Linked DNA regions of Capsicum annuum: region 1 is linked to region 2. A link is a contact called in public Hi-C data. All regions are on one chromosome and are shown on one strand. Each heading gives the region's core, a stretch centred on a gene start, on an enhancer-like site or on the middle of the called end of the contact. The rest is flanking DNA. Distances are from core to core; before and after follow the strand shown.

Evidence for each region. A called contact is a pair of places that touch in the nucleus more often than the background predicts.
Region 1: a contact with region 2 is called in a Hi-C map of leaf, with 7 times the contacts expected there. The contact joins the enhancer-like site here to the promoter of LOC107859956 in region 2. A contact is called at or near these places in 5 of 5 Hi-C or Micro-C datasets (bud, leaf, pericarp and 1 more).

Annotation. Positions count from the first base shown.
Region 1 is chr2:140,712,845-140,716,408 of UCD10Xv1.1, reverse strand. No RefSeq gene overlaps it. Among protein-coding and RNA genes, the nearest start is that of LOC107859955, 13 kb to the left of the region's middle. Within about 2 kb of position 1,793, at least 3 of the 5 cell types and tissues checked have an H3K27ac peak or open chromatin away from gene starts, as enhancers often do. A contact at or near this core is called in leaf and pericarp, where this site is marked.
Region 2 is chr2:140,674,089-140,677,375 of UCD10Xv1.1, reverse strand. LOC107859956 (SCARECROW-LIKE protein 7) reads left to right here and starts at 1,495. Exons shown (of 1, transcript XM_016705126.2): 1 at 1,495-3,287. The coding sequence starts at 1,815.

The DNA of each region.
Region 1 (3,564 bases), core at 544-3,043, 39 kb before region 2:
TCAATTAAGAAAACAAATCTAACAAGCATATGGGACCAAACATAATACTAGTACTATTGAACTTCTACTTTCTAAATGTTAGTAACTGGTAAGTCATAGTTTAGACGTTTCTACAATGTATAGATGGCCAAATTTTTTGAATATTCCTGTTGCTTGTAAATTTGAAAAACATGTGCAATCTTTCCTGTTGGTTTTAAATTTAAAATACATGTGCAACATAACTACTCTATTAGAAGACGAAAAAAAAAATGGCAAGCTGGCATTGGAAAGAAACAGCCCTCAACACTAGATCTCTCTCGTAGCAAATTAAAGCATGATCATTACAAGCAAGTACATAATTTTTTCTTGAATGAAGTTGCATGGGGTCAGTGGTCTAGATCTATATTATATTGTGCAGAAAATCAATCTCAAAATCGCCCCGGAATTGAAAGAATTAAATTTTATTAAAATAGTTTCATTAGCTTTCCGCAGTAGTAATTACTTATAAAATAAAGTTGTGATTTGTTTTAATTAGTGGATACTCTCATATACACAGTTTTTATAAGGTGTAGGTCTCTCAAAAATAACGAAGATATGAAAAGATTTCCTCGAAGGTAGTAGTATGGACAGGGTACATTTCATCCTCCCCAAACCCCATTATGTGGGAATACACTGAGATCTCCTCGAACTAGAGAGAAGTTCAAAGACAAAAGAGAGCATGAGCAAGCTAAGCCGCAGACGAGCCCCATAACTTCACATGATGTGGGATCATTTGGCATTAACAAACATGTAGTTAGCTATTATGGTTTGGAATTTCATCAAGCATGAGTTAGATATACTTAACTTTTAACTCACACGGTCTGAATATTGAATATGTGACTAGATATATACGATCAGAGTTGATAACAAAAGGTCTGAAGTATTGAAATATTATTGAACTAGTTCTAATATACGTTTGGGTTTTTACTTGTATGCAGCAACCCAGACTAAATGAGACTTTTCTCATTTGAAATAAAAGAACAAAAAACACACATATATAGGTTGTGATATGATGGTTGAGATCCTTTCGTTCTTAATTAGAGATCTCGATCGGGTTCGATTTCCTGAAATCGGAAAACGATCACGTTTCAAGTGCCATCCCCGAAGATGTGCCCAGGGCGAATCTGAAATTAGTCGGATTCCTACCGATTGAACACCATATGGAAACAAACAAAGAAGGAAAAAAGGTAGCGGGCATGCATGGGTGAATATAGAGTTGAAGGTGACCTTACATGCATTGTTAACTTGTCTTGTAAGAGTTTAATTTTCTAAGAAAATATGTTGGACCAATCATGCTTCCCTTCTCATATGTTATGTCATATTATCATCTATAGTCTCTGCCTAGACTTTCTTGCGTGCCTTATGTCCTCATAAAACCAGAGATCAGTCAGAGGCAGACTCTTAGCTTTAGCTTTCAAGCCAGCTCTTGACAGTGATCTCTGACCCAAAAAACAAAGCCACCACAATCCGGGGCTGATTTCTCCAGTGATCACTAAATTAACAATTACTGTATTACCTTAGAAAGTTTATATTTTTTCCAGAGTTTAATTTTTTCTCAAAGAAAAAGGTAATTATTTGAGATAATAATTATTAATTGAGTAATTATATACCAGAAGACTAGTACTCCTCAAATTATTAATATGTGTTTAAAACTTAAGAGGCACATCCTTTTCTTTGGTAGCTCGAAAAATTGATATGACGAAATTATATCATACAAATACTTTTCCATTGTACAAAGAGATTGGCCCTCCACACATTCTTAGCTTAATGAATATTTGTCTTTTCTTTTCTAACTTTGGAAGTGCATTGACTCCTCCAATATATTGCGCCATACACAAAAAAGGGTAACCATAAACAAGAAACATAAAATCAAATCAAGTATTATACCTACCAGCTGATCGATCTTATATATACATGAACAATACAAAACATACATATTTATAGAGTGTAAGTATTACTTATATTCTCAGGAAAGTGTATATATATATTAAGTTTGCATCCGTTATTATGAAGTTAGGGATGGAGTGTTAATGGTATTTCATGTTGGGTAAGTTCAACATACCTATGTATGACGAGTACGGGTGATCGATTATGTATGATTTGGGTTGAAGGCATGGTCGAACATACATGGGATGATCTAATTTATAACTTGATTGAGAAATAAAGTGAATATTATCAACCAATTATATTTTTTTGACATTGATGAAAAAAGCGTTTGACATAAATATCAAGACAAATTTCTTTTCCAATATTTAGGGACAATATCTCTTAGGGGGTAGGTGAGGTTGGGCAGGTGCGGACCTATGATCATTATTTTGATGCTCCAATATTCATTCAATTTGAAGCAGATTAGGTATAATTATATAAAAAATATATATTAATATAAAACTTAAAAAACACTCAATAAACAATAATGATATAGTTGGGTATTTTAATTTTCAATAAGAACCTTAATGTTTTGAAATTAATATTATATTTAAATTTTTCAAATATCCATAATCTTTAAATTCTGAATTCGTCATTGACACCGACTTTGGCTGTTATTATCAGTAGGGGCCTAGGCTTTGTAATGTAATCTCCCAGTCAAAAATATCATGTACCGTTACTTTCTCCCATAACGTGGTCCCCTATTTTTTTTTCCCTTACTTTCCTTTTTCGTCTTACGGCGATAGGGCCCACTGGTCCCTTAACGGGCCCCATAAACCGCCCTAAATGGAACGTAACCCAATTTAACGTTATCAGATTATCTCCCTTTTTTCCACAACTGTTTTTCTTTTTCCTTTTTTATTTTAAAAAACCTTTTATTTTTATTTTTATTCCCATCACCTTTAATTTTCACTTTTTTCCAGCCTCGAGCCACTGTTTGACCAATGGAAGTAGGACACCAGCTCAGAGCTGACTCATTTGCTGACGTGTTGACATGTTTGTACAACTTTATTTACTTTCTTGGTCAAAAATCTACTGAAATTTCACTCATAGCAGGCAAATCCAGTATCCAAAATTGAAATGGTTACACTGGCTCCAACTAGGAAACTGCACTTTGTTATGATACAAGCAAAAGGGGTCGTTTGGTAGGCCGCAGTAGGATAAATAATTCATGTATTAAGTCTGATATTAATTAATACTATATTTGATAAAATTTTGGATCAATATATTATTAATATAATGTATTAATTATACATCTTACATGATATATAAGGTGTATTACTAATACATCACAAATGGTGGTATTAGTAATATATGGATTTTAATATTATGGGATTAGTATGTGTAAAGATAAGAATATCCCTTAAATTCTTTTAAATATTTCTTTTATTTTCTTAATTTTATTTTTTATATTTTTACTAATAAATTTGTTCAAATAAATTAATTTACAAATTTTATTATTATTTATAAAAATGTCTTCAAATTTCTTTAATTTTTTTCTAAATCTTTTTCAATTTATTCATTACTTCTTTTCAATTATCAAAATAATAATATCCCTACAAATAATTTTAGTTATAAAAAAAAACTACTCCATTACAACAACAACAACAACAAACCCAG
Region 2 (3,287 bases), core at 246-2,745:
AGTGTTGGAGATGGGGTGGGCGTGGGCGTGGGCGTGCGGGTGGGGAAGGAGAATGCTGAAGAAGATGAAAATGTCTTCTATGAAGACATTTTTCTTTTAATGTTATATATATACATATATATGTATGTATGTATGTATAATAATAATAATAATAATAATAATAATAATAATAATAATAATAATAGCAATAAAGTGGTCTTTAAAAAAAATAAAAAAATTCACTCACTTTTTTTTTGTCATATCAGCTATAGGGACGAATTTAATTCATTTGAAAGTTGTTAAAGAGTAAATAAATGAAAATTAAGTTTAAAGGATAAAGTGAATTGTGACGACAAGTTCGGGGAAAAAATGTCTTTTCTCTTCACATAATCATTACATGGTAAAAAACTTTATTTTGAACTTTTTCTTTAATTTTCATCAAACCCCAACTACCATCACAATTCTTCTTTTTTATATTTAAATTTTTCTTCATTAAAATGCACCTCAAGTTTGAACATAATTTTTAAATCATTTTATTTAATTTTTATATTTCTTAACCTCGATTATTTTGATAGGCATTTTATAGATGAATTTCTGACAATGTGAAAATTTTATGATAGAACGACAATTCTAAAAGATGTTTTAATTAGAATCTCCCACATTAAATAAACCATAAATTAAAATGAAGGAGATTATTATTGATTATTTTATCAAAGATTTTTGGGTTAAAACCCTTTCATTTCCATTAACCAAAGCGCTGTGTTGGGAAATTCGGAGAGAATTATGAGGAGTTGGAGGAAAAATTATGAATATGTGAGAAAGTTCCTAGGATGATTTATCTGTATAGAATTGTTTTTAGTCGGTTTGTTTCTAAAATAATTTTTGTAATTTTAAATATTCTCATGAATGTCATACAAATAATACTTACATTGAAAGACAAGTTCAATTAATGGCATAATATATAAATAAGACTTTTAACTTGATATTAAATTATAATTATCATCTTTAACTTTATAAGTACACAATTAGATCCTTTAACTATACAAAAACTGAAAAAAAAAATACTTCAATTCTATCTGGCAAAATACGTGTATACATTCAAAACCACGCGTGTCAAAATTAGAATTGAAGTATTTTTTTGTTCAATTTTTGTATAGCTAAAGAGCTTATTTGTTCACTGACAAAGTTAAAGATTATAGTTATAATATGTTTTTTTTATTAGGTGGCATTTGAGTGGATCTACGTGGGAGCGATTGAATTTCACGCATGTAAGTAACAGAATTGGAGTGTTTTTTTGTTCAGTTTTTATATAGTTAAAGGGCCTACTTGTACACTGATAAAGTTAAAAATCATAATTATAATTTGATGTCAAGTTAAAATCCCGTTTATGAATTATGCTTTAATTAAACTACGAACGAATACACGCTAGTTGGATATAATAAGATAGAATATTTTAAAATTCATTTATTCAGGTATAAAAGTGTTTTAAACACAAAATAATATAATTTAAAAAATAAAATACAATAATCTGCGTCAAGTGTTTCGAAACACTTTCATCTTTTCCCTTTTGTTACCTTATTACAAAAATAAAATTAAAAATAGTGTGACAGATGGAGTTACTTTAAACAAAACTTTTGTCCTCCTTGTAAGGCTGAGCTTTCGTCAATTAAAGCTAAGCACTTCCCACACCACACTAAACCCCCCCTTTTCCACTCCCTCTCTCTCTCTCTCTCTCCCTCTTCTTGGGGCTACTGTGTTAGTAGTCCACTCAAAACTTGCTCACCAATTTGTAATGTGTAAAAAGTAGTGTAACTTAGCAAGATTTGGTGTGGAGAATGGCCTATATGTGTACTGACAGTGGAAATCTAATGGCAATTGCTCAACAAGTCATTAAGCAAAAACAGCAGCAAGAGCAGCTTCAACAGCAAGAACAGCAGCAACATCAGCAGCAATTCTTGGGTGTTAATCCTCTGTGTATGAACCCATGGACTACCTCTCATCAGAGCTTGACTAATAGCCCCACCACTTTAGGGTATGGACTTACCGGGTCAGGTTTTGCTGACCCATTTCAGGTTGCCGGTGGACCGGATGGTGGTGAACCGGGATTTCAGTTCCCGAACTTGGAACACCATTCGACCGGGTTTAGGTTTGCTGATTTCGGCGGTGGACCGGGTGGTGAGTTTGACTCGGATGAGTGGATGGAGAGTTTGATGGGCGGTGGAGATTCTGCTGGAAGTTCCAATCTTCAATCTGGTTGCGACGCGTGGCAGACGAGTTCCGAATTCACTACCCTCTACGGAGATCCCTTCTCCAGTTGTCCCAATCGACTCAGTACTGGCTCTTCTCCTCCTCCGCCTCCCCCTCCGCCTCCTTCCGATCTCATTTTTTCCGAAACCCAGAAAAATCTAAGCTCACTACAACCACAAACATCTCAGTGGGTCCCACCATCTTCTTCTCCTCTTCCAGTGGTTCAACTTCCCTGTAAAGAATCCAAAGTGGTATCAGTGAAGAATCCAGTTGATGTGCCCTGTAGTTCCCCTGAAAGTTTCACGTCAAACCCATTGTTGAAATCCTTGGTGGAATGTGCGAGACTCGCTGATTCAGAGCCTGAAAATGCAGCAAAATCTTTGATTCGACTAAAGGAATCAGTTTCCCAACAAGGAGATCCAACAGAGCGAGTTGGGTTCTATTTCTTGGAAGCTCTTTACAATAGGCTGTCGGAGTTTCAAGAACAGAAAACCCCGACAATCTTTTGTACTACTCCTGAGGAGCTTACTTTGTCTTACAAAGCGTATAACGATGCATGTCCGTACTCAAAGTTTGCTCATTTAACGGCTAATCAGGCTATTCTTGAAGCGACTGAAAAAGCAACGAGGATTCACATAGTAGATTTTGGAATTGTTCATGGTATTCAATGGGCTGCTTTTTTACAAGCTTTAGCTACTAGATCAGCTGGGAAACCAGTAAGTGTTAGAATCTCGGGCATTCCATCAGTGGTACTGGGTAACTCTCCGGCAGCTGCACTTTTAGCTACAGGGAATCGTCTTCGTGATTTCGCTAAGCTTCTGGATCTCAACTTTGAATTCGAGCCGATATTGACACCAGTTCAGGAGCTAGACGGGTCTAGTTTTCGAATTGACCCGGATGAAATCTTGGCAGTGAACTTCATGTTGCAGCTGTACAATTTACTGGATGAGTCAAATGTTGGTGTAAAAACTGCACTCAATCTTGCCAAGTCATTGAATCCGAGCATAGTGACGTTAGGCGAGTACGAGGTGAATTTGAACAACGTTGGATTCTTGCAGCGG